Regions from separate parts of the Gossypium hirsutum genome. Here region 1 is linked to region 2. The links are chromatin contacts, called in public Hi-C maps. All regions are on one chromosome and are shown on one strand. Each heading gives the region's core, a stretch centred on a gene start, on an enhancer-like site or on the middle of the called end of the contact. The rest is flanking DNA. Distances are from core to core; before and after follow the strand shown. Region 1 holds the start of LOC121229563. Region 2 holds the start of LOC107957115.

Region 1 (6,773 bases), core at 1,125-3,624, 990 kb before region 2:
TCGAACTAAACTTGAAATTTTATTTTTTCAAACTCCATTAGAGCTTAATTCGAGAAAAGTTCAAACTCATTAGACTAACTAATTTATCTAATAAAAGATTGTCGCAGGGGTTCCAAGTTGACCTGAAGGGGACAAGGAATGGTCAAATCTTCAAATGGTACCCTGTTATTAGGAAACCTGTATACGGATGGGGCGGTGCGTTCCTGTTCGGGCCTTAGTGACTGCTAGTGGCTTGCTTTGCAGTGCAGATGGAAATTGGGTGCATAGGTTCATGCTAAATATCGGACGTACGGACAGCCTTCAAGCGGAGGTTTTTTTTTGGGGGGGGGGTTCAAGATGATTTGCGGTTAGCCAAGGAGTTCAGGGTAGCTCGTTTGATTATTGAGTTAGACGAGTTATGGGTAGTTTAGCTGCTGTCTCGATCTTATGAGTATCAGCATCTATTAAATATGTATATTGGTGATTGCTTGGACTTGATACGAGAGGGATGGGTGATGGAGGTTCGGCATATTTTCCGGGAAGGTAACCATTATGCTGATCATCTCGCTAACTTGGCGCATGAAGGCACGGATGGGCTCCTCCGTTTGCCTAATCCGCCTGGCAGTCTTCTCCCTTCACTGCATGCTGACGCCCTTAGGCATGGGAAGCTTAGATTTTAGTCTTGCTGTGTTTCTGCTCCTTTTGTAGAAAAAAAAGAAGAGTAAACTGCCTGGTGATCAGCAAACTTTTGGTAGGTTTTAATTTGATCACTTAATTTTAAGAACTTTCAATTTCATCACCAATGCTTTTAAAATTTAAAATTTTAGCGATCGGGGCTTAAATACTTAACGGAAAGTTTACCGAAATTTTTTATTAGCCTAATGATAAATTAAAATTTTTAATATTTGTACATTTTATTAATTTAACTTTAAATTTAAAATTTTAATAAATTTAACCTTCAACCCTTATAAAATTTATCATTTAATTTTAATTCTAAAAAAGTTATTATATTTAAAAAAAAAATTGGATTTAATTCTAAAAGACTCTTATAAGAAATCAGTGACAAGTTGTTCCAATTTGGCTTCTTCAGTGTGAGATGATGGTATATTTTTATAAACAAGCCAAAAGTGGAACAATCAAACCCTTCAAGGGAAATTGAAACACCTGTGCAGATAGTTTCACAGGCATAAGGAAATCGGAGAAAAAAAACCCAGCAAGAAATAAGTCAAAAAGAACTAAATTAACCAACGGAACTATCAATCGAAGTAGCGAAAAACAATATCTAAAAGAAGCAACTATCCAAATTACAGGGGAAACCCATTAAAAAAAAAACACACACAGTTCAGACTCTTGCTTCTCCATAATTAACTAGGCCTGGTTGGGTAAGGAAAACGTTTGGGCGCATAGGTCTTTTCCATATTTTTTTCTTATTTTTACCTTTGGGGTTTTCTTCTCTTCATTCCAGTGCAAAAATTGAATAACTTTCAAAGCAAAGCACAAAATTGCAGAGACAGAACAGAAAAAAAAAAACAATTAAAAAGAAAGGAGAGAAGCTGAGAGGGAAGCAATTCACCGATTTGCTAGTAGAGAGAATACAGGATTATTGTTGTGCAAATTACAGAAGTTTGTGAAATTTTGTAAATATTGAGGGCTAAATGGCTAGATTTAGGATCAAATTGATAAAATGTATAAATATTGGAGGATTAAATTTATTATTAGACCAATAAAAAACTACCCACATCAAGTATTTAGCAGGGTGACAAAAATTTTAAAATTTAAAAACATTGATGACAAAATTGAAAGTTTTTTAAGTGGGGTGATCAAAATAGAACATACCTAAAAGTTGGATAATCACCTATCCAATTTATCCAAAAAGAAATTACATCAAAGTTACTTCATGTCCAACAATTGAGGTTTCATTGATTTAAAAATGTATGGTTTTCTTATTAAGATTTGCTGTTTCGGTTAACATAAATTCTAACCTTTAAATAAATATATATATATAACTCATTTAGTTTTATGCAACCTTTTATTTTTATATTTAGATTTTGACACATACACAATAACATGAATAATAAATAAATTTAAATATTAAAAAATTATAAATATAAAATTAAGGTTGGTTGAAATTGAATTAAATTTATGAGGTTTGTAATTTTTAATAATTTATTTAATTAAAATCGTAACAGACACATGCTTTTTTACCCATAAAAACTATATTTCTTTGAAAAATATCTAACAATAGTTTCAATAGAATAAATAATCTATCTAGATGCTGAAAATAACAATGTTTTCGAATAAACATAAGTAATCAAATGAAATAAACGACTCGTTAAGATCCCATGTCTAAAGCTAACATCATATAACCAGTTGAGACATTGTAGAATACGCTAAACCCGAGTGAATAAAGTTAGATTTAGAGATTTTATGGGCAAGTGCCCAATCCCAGACCAAATTAGGCCCAACAGGGGAAGCTTTTGAATATTGCCCATCAGTACCTCAACATGAATGCTGCCTTTAAAACAACCTAAAACCCTCTCCACCGTTCCTAAAACCCTAGCAACCTTTCTCCCCCATGGCTTTCACGTCCATTCTCCGGAAAACAGCTAACTCCTTAGCTCCACTCGCGATTCGACTCACCCGAGTCCAGAGAAGCTACCACTCTTGCATCTTCACGGCCTTGAACCATGGCCTCCAGTCTCAGCATCCTACTGTGAACCGTTTTTACCCAAACACCCTGCATTTCTCAACGGCTGTTGATTCTCAAAAATCCGCTTCTGATGAGTCTCTTCTCCGAGTTATTGAGTCTGAGATTCAGTGTGCCGAGGAGAGTGATGAATATGATCAGGTGAGTAATTAATTAGTTTTTCTTTTCCCCATTTTCTTTTATCATTTAGGGTTTATACGAAAGTAAGTGGAAAAATAGAACTTGGATTTTGGGTGTTTTGCAATCCAAATCGTGTCAACTGAAGACTTGTAGGGATTGAATTCAAGAGCTGTCTTGGAACATGGTAACACTCATTGTAGAACTTATATCCGACCCGAGAAACATAATTAGAAGCTGCTTTTAGTTGTTTACAATATGGTTATTGAAAGAATTTGTGGGGAAAAAAAACAGAACAATCGCTTAATAGCCAGTATTGATGTTAAGTTTTCAAGCTGAAATCGATGCTTTATTTTGAATTGTTTTTTAATCATTTAAAAAAAATTGTTTCTTCACAGGCTGAAGGAACCCCAAGTGAATTCCCTTTCAAAATCGAAGACACTCCTGGGCTTCAAACCATAACATTGACACGAGAGTATGATGGTGAACTCATCAAAGTTAATGTTCACATGCCTGATCTTGTCACTGGTGAAGGCGAAGCGGATGATGACGATGATGATGACACTGAAAAGCCTAGTAAATCAAATGTCCCATTGGTTGTTAATGTCTCAAAAAAAGGCTGTCCGAGTTTAGAGTTCAACTGTACCGCTTACCCTGATGAGATTACCATAGATAGTTTGTCCGTTCGAAATCCCAACTCCGAGGATGAACTCGCCTATGAAGGCCCAGATTTCTAGTAAGCCTATTCAATACATTGTGAAATTGGAATATTGATTTGCATGGAATGCGATTACTAATGTTCTTGTTTTGCAGTGATTTGGATGAGAACCTGCAGAAGGCTTTTCACAAGTATTTGGAGATCCGAGGAATCAAACCGAGCACCACAAATTACTTGCACGAGTACATGATTAATAAGGATGGCCGGGAGTATATTCTGTGGTTGAAGAACCTCAAGAAGTTCATTGAAGAATGAGTAGTTTATGAAAAATGGTAAGGTCAAACTAGCACCGTTCCGAGTTGTTGTATGAACTAAGATACGAGTATTTTTATCTATTTTTAAAGAGATTAGGTCGTCTTTTTGGGTTAGAATTCGGTCCATTTCCGGTACACATTCTTCATTGTCATTCACATGGTGAAGAATCCATCCATTAAATTATATTTGTGAGTGAATAGTGAAAATATGTATTGGAGGGTTGGGAGGGGAGATCAAAAAAATAAACTATAGACTTGTTTTTATTTGATTTCTAGCCATCTCAAAGTCATTGCTATCATTTATGTGATTTAAACATATTCACCCCATCAGGAAAAGGATTTTGTCAACAAAAGTAGAGTTCAGAGAACTATGTTTTCTTTTGTTCAAAGTAGAGATTATATCAAAACCTCTCTTTTTTTCATTTTCTTCTTTTTTAAGTTTCACAACTTTCTTAGTAACCAAAAACTCCTCCATTAAAATCATCATAAAACCCATTGAAAATCTAATTTTTTTTATAAAAAAAAAGAAAAAAAAAGGCTTTGAAACCAAAGTAACCTATTTCAATCTTAACTCATAAAAATTGAACCAATGCTTGAAGAGGGAAGGAACAGAAAAAACTGAACCTTGACGACGACACGCTTGAGGTCTGGTCCTTTCCAAAAGCTTTACGATAGTACACATCCACCATTTCCCTCTAACTTAGAGCTGGTAGCTCAAACAAAAAATTTTAACATTTTTGGTAGAAAATTGAGTATTAATATAAAGTTTAAAAATGTTGGATAAGTTTTTAAAATTTTGATGTGTTTTTGAAGCTCAAGGTAAAGTTCCGTGTCGCAGTAGCTGTTCAACGACTCGTTTCTTCACTTTCCGTATTACCAGCATTAAGATATTTGGTAGGACATAAAGCTTAATTCTTTGTAATAAAAAAAATAAGTTAATATTTAGTAACCGAATTTAAAACTTGATCATGTGTCAAATATATATATTTATATATATATTTATTTATTTGGCCATAGTCAAATTGGTTAATATTTAGTAACCGAATTTAAAACACCTTTGCTAGAGGTGTTTATCCGGTAAAAACGTTCAGTTAAGCTTGTTTCTAGTAAAAAAACTAGTTCAATTACTTTATTTTAATTTTAATATTTATACTCCATCTTAAGTTCAAATTCTGATTTTTGCAATATGAAGTTAGAATCAAAAGATGAAAGCTGAATAAGGGTATCTCATTTGCAAATGAGATATACATCCTACTTACCTAGTAACTTTAAACCCAAAGATAGTTTAGGGTTTAAAGAGAACCTATTTTTTAATACAAAAGTCTGCTTTTAGATGTGAAGTAACAATTACAGACTGGCAAAAAGACCATGAAAACCTGTATATACACAGAAGGAAAACTTGCAGGGTTTAAACATATTTGCATTCACATTTGCTTCTAGTTTCTCTCATTTTGTTGGTCTATTAAAAGTTGTAGGCCAACAGCACCAAGTCAATTCGATTAACCCACTCCAAAAAAACGCAATTAGTAGCGCGTTGCTGCACCTCATCAAAAACATCTCTACTCCTATGACACACATCCGTTGCGTGTTTCAAATTTACCACTAAACTACAAGGAATCCAAAAACATACACAAGCTTTTCTTCAAGAGGCCTTTTTTGCTCAAACTGTTCTTCTTTTTCACATTTCCCAGGAGCAGAGCAAAACACAGCAGAGTTTGGATTTTAGGTGCTCAGATAGCCCGCATAGGATGACTTTGTAAGGTTTATGGAAAGAACCAAGCCTTGATAAAGATTGCAAGGGCCATTTGCAGCAAGAACGCAGCAATCATCATCATTCTAAGATCATTACTGCCACCAATATAGGATGTTAAATTCAAGGTAACAAAGCATGATGAGGCTGTACCGGCAATAAGTATGATGATCCATCGGAGAATCTCAACTGGAATAAGCAGTAGAAACTGCAAATATGCCATATACTACAACTCAGTTGATTGTAAATAAACAATGAATAACTAAAAAATTGAAATTTTTGGACTTGAATAAAATTTAAAACCAGGATCATTTTCTTCCTTTAAAGAGAAAAACTTACTGCAGTTGGAATGAAAATGGAAAGTGAATAACCCCACATGCACAAAAATCGTACAAGGCTAGCATTTGAACCCAGATACCGAAGCAAGAAGTAAAATGCCACTGGCACCACGAGTGAATAACCATAGATTCCACAAGCTGCTGCATTTACATAGCCAACATCAAAGCTCCAAGAAGTAGTTCGATCAGTGCGCTTTTGAATAAGGTATGTGGCACAGTTTCCAAAGGCCGCAAGCATAAAGACCAATGTAGTTGTGATCCAGATAAGCCCATACCTAACAAATGGCAGAAATCAAGACAATAAAATAATTTAACAGATAATCATGAACACTACTACTGCAGATTGTTACAGCTATGGTCAAGGTTTTTACACCATCAGATGTATGATTCACCACATCATAGTCGCAAGGAATTCGATTTTCCCAAGGAGAAAAAAATATGGATTATACAGAAAGCCATGAAATAAGGCAGGTCATCCATGATCTCTTTTTCAAACAGAAGAGTCTCTGCATTGAGACAAATAAGAAGCTACAAATACAAACTAATTATAAGATCCTAGTGTACTTCAACTTCCATAAAACCAATCAGATGGAAGGATTCTATCTCTTTTCTAGTTGTCTCCTGTTTTTTCTTTTCTTAATACATGACTTCTTTCCATCGATCTACTTGCAAAGATGACCATATATGCAAATAAGAGTACTATAGGTAATAATGCAATAAACATGCATTGATGTGTGCTGATAACTTCTTTATTGCTGCTGTCATTATTACATTTTGATAACGCCCACATGGCGTGCACTTGTCATTAATATCTTTCTTTTAGTGCTTCTCACAGTTTTCCCTACTAGGTGCAATTCATGTCGAAATGAAGAGCCAAATAACTAAACTTTTTAATTTACTAAATTTACGA
Region 2 (6,100 bases), core at 2,049-4,548:
GAGGAAATGGGGAATTTGATCAGAGAATATGACTATGAAATATGGTGTGGAATTCTCTGCTGCTGCTGATGATGAGATTTCTGGGTGGTTTGGGATTCATTTCTTTGCCTTGCTATGGTTATTCCTTTGGTGATTTTTTGTTTTTATTTTCTGTTAATGTGGGTTGTGATTAACAGTTGAACTGTTAAAAGATTCCTGTGTATTTTCTGGGAAAGTTTTATTGTAGAACTTAGCTTATTTGGTGGGGTTGATTTCTAAGCTCTTTCTGGGTTTTCTTTGGTAAAGAAAGTAGGATTAAATATTTTTTAGAAACTTAAAAGTGGTAATGATATTTGAGTGTAAGTTCTTGTTAATGAGACTTTCCAAAGAGAATTTGATTTTGTCCTTTTTGTTAGTGTTTCTTTTGTTTATCATTTCAGCTTTGCTTGTTTTCAACAATGGACCATTTCTTATCTTACTTGCCATGATAATGTTAATGGTTGAAACAAAAGTTGGAAGAGAAAACACAGAGTGGCTGGATATTTTAAACACATTCTCAAATATAGATATAAAGGATATCATCTTTCAAATACATGATAAACATAGAAAAAAAAAATATGCTCACATCTAACACTTCTTGGTGAAGTGGTCTCTATAAAATTTGTAATATAATACTTCAATTTTTATATATTCAAGACAAACTTGGTGAGTGTCTCTGCTTAAAAAGGAAGGCTTTGCATGGTTGGGCTTCATAAAAATGGATATTGTTTTAGTTGATGCATGGTTCTGTCTGTTATTTTGAAAAGTTGGAAAATTTCCAATGTCTGAAAAAGAAGATTCGGCGAAGTAGATACAAGTATCCCGAAAATCTCCAATCGTCCATGTTGTTTAATTGAAAATTTCCAGAAACTGTAAGCAGAAAAAAAAATAAAAAAATACGCCAGATCTAACGTCAAAGTGTTGGGGTTTGAGTATTGTAACGCAGAGGTTTTGGAAGCTTAAAAACACGTTTTCCCAAAGATGAGCCCGTTAAAGCATCCAATTGGCTGCTAATGACACTGATTATTTGAGTGCCTCCTTCTTTCATTGCTGTTCTTCGTCTACTAAAGTATTCCCATGTTTCCGTTTCCATTTCGCTATCTGACCTGCATTATTTTCCTGAAAAGCTTAGCTCAATCACTTTTAAGAAGTGACATCACGTGGTTTAGTATTCGAATCTCAACTTCTATAACCCTTTTTCCATATCTCCAAGCAGCAGCCTCTTTTGTCCCCGAAAAATCTTGCAAGAAACAACGCAGTAGAAAAGAAAAACTTTCTCTATGACTCGAGATGGTTATCATGCAACTACTTATGCACATAAGACCAAAATTTTGAAAAAGAAAAAGTGCAAGTACCAACATTACCTCATAATCAAAGAAGACCAACCATTAAATCCCACAGCCTTGAGCTGTTCAGCAGTAACATTTCGCTGTCTCTCAGGCTTCCTTGATAATAGAATCAAAGACCATCCTCTTGACTTAAGCTTCACATACAATTCCAGTATTCGCCAGTGCTTCAGATTGGCTGCATCTTCGATGGAACCACTTGGTTTGTTAGAGCCATATTGGTTGAACCTGAGCCAAAACATGAGTTTAATCTGGTTTAAGTAATTTATTAACAGGAAAATGACAAAGTCCCAAGTAACATAGAAAAAAATAAGCGGAATTACTGTTGCTGGTGCATTGATTGATAGGTGTATGTATGATTTGAAGCAAGGATGTCATCTATGTCTATTAACACAGCATCCAAATGATTGTCCGATGGTGAAATAGTATCGAAGAAGCTCTCAATCATCGAAATCATGAAATTTAAGTCTCGTTCGTATTCTCCCCCTTCGATATAATGAATGGCTAGATTCCAGCAGACTGGAGGAATCTCGGGTTCTTCCAAGCTGTTGAGTTCCCCATGTAAAGCAAAAGCCTTGCAATAATGGTAGCTATCACTTGCTTTCTCAATCTCCACCACTCCCTTGCTCCTACTTTCACAGGATCGCAACATTACTGCTAATGTTACAAGTAAAGTTACTGAAAGAACACCAACAATTAGAAGACCAGCAATGAAGATTGTTGCAGCAAAAGATTTCATGTAGAATCCCGACTCCAACACATATTGGCTTCCACTCTCTGTCAAGAACGACCGAGATTAATACGTATTTATATCGAACATCGGAAGGTTTAGCAGTAGGAACCATAAAAACGAAATGAGTTAAGCAGTCAACCCATTAAAACAATGTTGCATACAAAATATTTGGATTAATTAACAATCCAGTCATGCCAAATGAATGGTTAAAAGCCTCTGAGAAAAGGGTATTGGAATTGAAAGAACTGTTGGGATCTAATAAAGAAGTGCCTTACCAGTATCTTCCCTACTCAAGAGACTCTGAGAGGAGAACTCCCGTTCCATTTGATGGCCATAAGCTGACATTGTGATTCAGTCAAGCCAGATTCATATCAGGGCTGCAAAATTCTGCCCAGATCCCTTCAAAATCATTGAAGGGTCACCTGAAACGACAAATAACAATCAACTGATATAGAAGATTCCACCCCCCCCCCCCGCCCCAAAACAAACCCCTTTAACCATATGGTGGCAATCACTGATATGATAAATCAAGACAAAAAATCCCAACTTTACAGCTGCAACTTACAAGCAGCTTCATGATCTACCATGGTCTGAGCTAGCACTCAAACTTCATTGCCCTCTTGACAAGGAATCAAGTTTCCATTTTTATCAAGAATATCTTTCTAAGGAAGGAAAGGGTCCATAACCATTTGACTTTCTAGATATAATACTAATAATCATTAAAGTCCAAAATTTGCTGATCAACTCATTGCTTCACAGTAGCAATTTGGTAAAAAATAAAATAAAAACAACAATTAAGAAAAAGAAATAACTTCATACCCAAATTACCATGAGTTAATAACAAAACAGAATTGAATTCTGATGCAATTAATAATGCAAAAACTGGGTTTATTTTTGTTCCTCATTATCTTAAAGTTAAACAATACAAGGAAAGGCAAAGAGACAAGAGAAGAGAGAGAACCTGAGAGAGGCTTTCGAAGGCTTTTACCTGTAGAGGATAAGAAAATGAAAACCTGACAACAAAAACGACTGTATCTCTTTCGTAGAGAAGCTTCCTTCTTTGTACTGTGTGGATCATTGTTAACGGCTTCTTTCCAAGGACGACGATGACTTTAAACATGACAGATTGCGTAGTGTTTTTACTTTAAAATCGGGGGTAGTTTTGACAACAAGGAGATTATTCCAGGGTTTTACTTGCAATTTTGTTTAAAAGCAGAGAATTTGATTAAATATAGTTGGTATGATAATTCTTGGGCTCCACCATCTCAATCATGCAATGTATTTTTGTAGTGTATGCTCCACCAATTATGTTGTTAAAAAAGAATATATTTGATGATGATGTTTTTGCTAGTCAAAAGATTCTGCCGTGATAAAGTGTACAAGAAACTCTATAGGTACACCTGGTGAAAATCTCTGTACAGACTGGTTCATATCATCATATTCATGCTTATTTTTGCTATTATTATGTTGACATGTGTTATGTCTCATATGTCGCATTCAATACAAAGTCTTCATCAGTTAGTGGAGAACGTGACAGCAATTCAAGTTAATTTTCATTATTAAGATTGCTTACAAAATCTCAGCTCAGAGTTCATGACACCATATGAACATGACATGATAATCACTTCCACCAGTAGGGATTTGTCTCACCTTGTACCCTCTCTGAATTTGTTTTTTTCAAAGAATAGCTACCACATTTATCATCTTAATACTTAACCAGTCTCATATGGTGCAACAATATGACTAAGTTTCTTGGCTAATTCTTTCAACGACATGTTTTCCAAAACCTCAGAACCGTTTATCACGTTCACAGCTGAATCCACAGTCTTGGCTAATTCAACGGCTGCACCCACGTAGGAATGTGGCGTTAACTTCAAAAGATGAGTCTTAGCTTCTTCGGGTAATTCCAAGCCTTCAATAAATTCCCTTATACTTTCTTTGGTAACTGCTCTCCCCCTAGTAAGCTCCTTCAGCTTCTCGTAAGGCTCTGGAACACCATATCTACGCATGACCTACAGATCAAGTTAAAAAGAGAAACAAAAAGATGAATCAAAATACTATCCATCTAGCCTCTATTACTTTGCGCTTACAAAAAAATTGAAACAGAAAAGGGCATTCAATAAATGTAGATCAGAAGATACATACAGTCTGAATTGGCTCCGCAAGTACCTCCCATGCCTGGTTCAAGTCTTCGCTTAACCGAGCTTCATTGACCTGGAATCAAAAGGGAGCTTAAGAGAGATGGTAGTATGCAGTAAAGCACCCAAAACTACAATTTAGAGAAGGATTAGCAAGGGCTTTTGCATCACAGGTGATATCAAGCGGCTAACTATCACTAGTTGAAGAAAATAAACTAACGTGCCTTACCACAAGTCATAGATGTATCATGAAGTCAAAATTTTCACAAAGATTTAAAAATGCCCCAAGTCCTTGTACTCTTTTTAGACTTTTTAAAATTTAATACTTTAGCTTTTATTTCCAGGAATTTAGTCCCTCATTTGTCAAATTTGAAAATTAAAATCCAACAGATAACAAAATCAATGGATTATCGTTAAATTTGAAAATGTGACATTTGAACATTCAAACTTTTAAATAAGTTAAGTCCAATTGATACTCAAATTTAACATAAGTCAATTAACAGCGTTATCCCTCGGATTTTAAACCCTAAGAACTAAAAGCAGAGGGACTAAATATCGAAGTCCAAGGAGTACAGGGGCAAGGGCATAATTAGACCTTTCACAAACTAATAACCAAATACAGGACTTAATTAACAAGAACCTTTGGCACTAAAATACACTTAAAGGAGATCAGAACCTTCATGTTATGCAACATACCTGGAGCTTTCCTATTCCTTGCAGCGCACTTTTGTAAGCAAGAAGGGAATGACCAAGTCCTCCCCCCATGTTCCTCAAGACTGTCGAATCAGTTAAATCTCGCTGCAAATTCAACACATAAGAAGATTTATTTTGTTCAAATGGAGTTACATTAGTTATGAACAAACTTCACAAACATAAAATTAAGCGGCTATCCTAAAATAAAAATATTGTACCTGCCAACGGGAAATAGGCAACTTCATGCTCAGGTAAGTTAGGTCTTCATTAGCCTTACCAAGATTACCTTCACTGTTTTCAAAATCAATAGGGTTTACTTTATGAGGCATTGTTGATGAACCAATCTCACCTGCCTTGGTTATCTGCTCCAAATTTTGACCACGAAAAGACATTGGTTGGGAAAATAATAATAACAATAATAATAAATTAAAGTCAACATGCTGCATCAAAACAGTCACCTGCTTAAAGTATCCTACAGATATGTAGCCCCATATATCTCTGTCAAAGTCAATCAATATATTATTAAACCGGATAATTGCATAATAAAGTTTTGCCATATAATCGTGGGTCTCAATCTGCAGACAAGCAAAAAAAAAAAAAAAAACTTTATTCCAGGTCAAGCACATAAACTCGTTACATATCATACCCATATGAAGCTAACTAGAAGTGTCAATACATCAACTGAGATATATATTTTTACAGTATAAGAGGAAGAAGAGCATGGAAAATACCTGAGTAACATAGGGGTTAAACTTTAATCCAAGAGAAGTCACAAACTGTTCTGCGATTTGAGGCCAATTAACAGTAGGATATGCAACAATATGGGCATTGTAGTTTCCAACTGCACCAGCAAATTTTCCCATCATCTCGACTTGAGAAATTTCTTGCCTTTCTCTGCTTAGCCTAACAGAAAAAATGGCCATCTCCTTTCCCAAGGTTGTAGGTGAAGCTGGCTGAAAAAACTAATGATTTAGGTGATCAAGTAATAACAGCTATTCCTAGAGCATGTAACAGTAATAAATTACATGTAATTAAAGAAACAAAAAAAAAATAAGCAATCTAGATATAAAACATGCTCTCTCTCTCTGATCAACCTGAGAATTCAAAGACTAATTTTCCAAGTGGCTTATGACAAGCTAAGAGTGAGAAGATTGTTTCAAGAAGAAAATTTC

Evidence for each region. A called contact is a pair of places that touch in the nucleus more often than the background predicts.
Region 1: a contact with region 2 is called in a Hi-C map of leaf, with 2.9 times the contacts expected there. The contact joins the promoter of LOC121229563 here to the promoter of LOC107957115 in region 2. A contact is called at or near these places in 2 of 34 Hi-C or Micro-C datasets (both in leaf).

The regions. Positions count from the first base shown.
Region 1 is chrA05:96,304,283-96,311,055 of Gossypium_hirsutum_v2.1, reverse strand. It overlaps LOC121229563, which reads left to right and starts at 2,374. Exons shown (of 3, transcript XM_041114169.1): 1 at 2,374-2,827; 2 at 3,202-3,539; 3 at 3,617-4,039. The coding sequence starts at 2,555. The coding sequence ends at 3,776. It overlaps LOC121229561 (protein YIPF1 homolog), which reads right to left. Exons shown (of 6, transcript XM_041114166.1): 5 at 5,865-6,138; 6 at 5,140-5,733. The coding sequence ends at 5,539.
Region 2 is chrA05:95,314,024-95,320,123 of Gossypium_hirsutum_v2.1, reverse strand. It overlaps LOC107957115, which reads right to left and starts at 3,298. Exons shown (of 5, transcript XM_016892557.2): 1 at 2,663-3,298; 2 at 2,373-2,519; 3 at 1,688-2,141; 4 at 1,383-1,592; 5 at 805-1,124. The coding sequence starts at 2,442. The coding sequence ends at 932. It overlaps LOC107957114 (adenylosuccinate lyase), which reads right to left. Exons shown (of 10, transcript XM_041114159.1): 5 at 5,660-5,881; 6 at 5,387-5,503; 7 at 5,147-5,290; 8 at 4,932-5,033; 9 at 4,243-4,311; 10 at 3,629-4,109. The coding sequence ends at 3,810.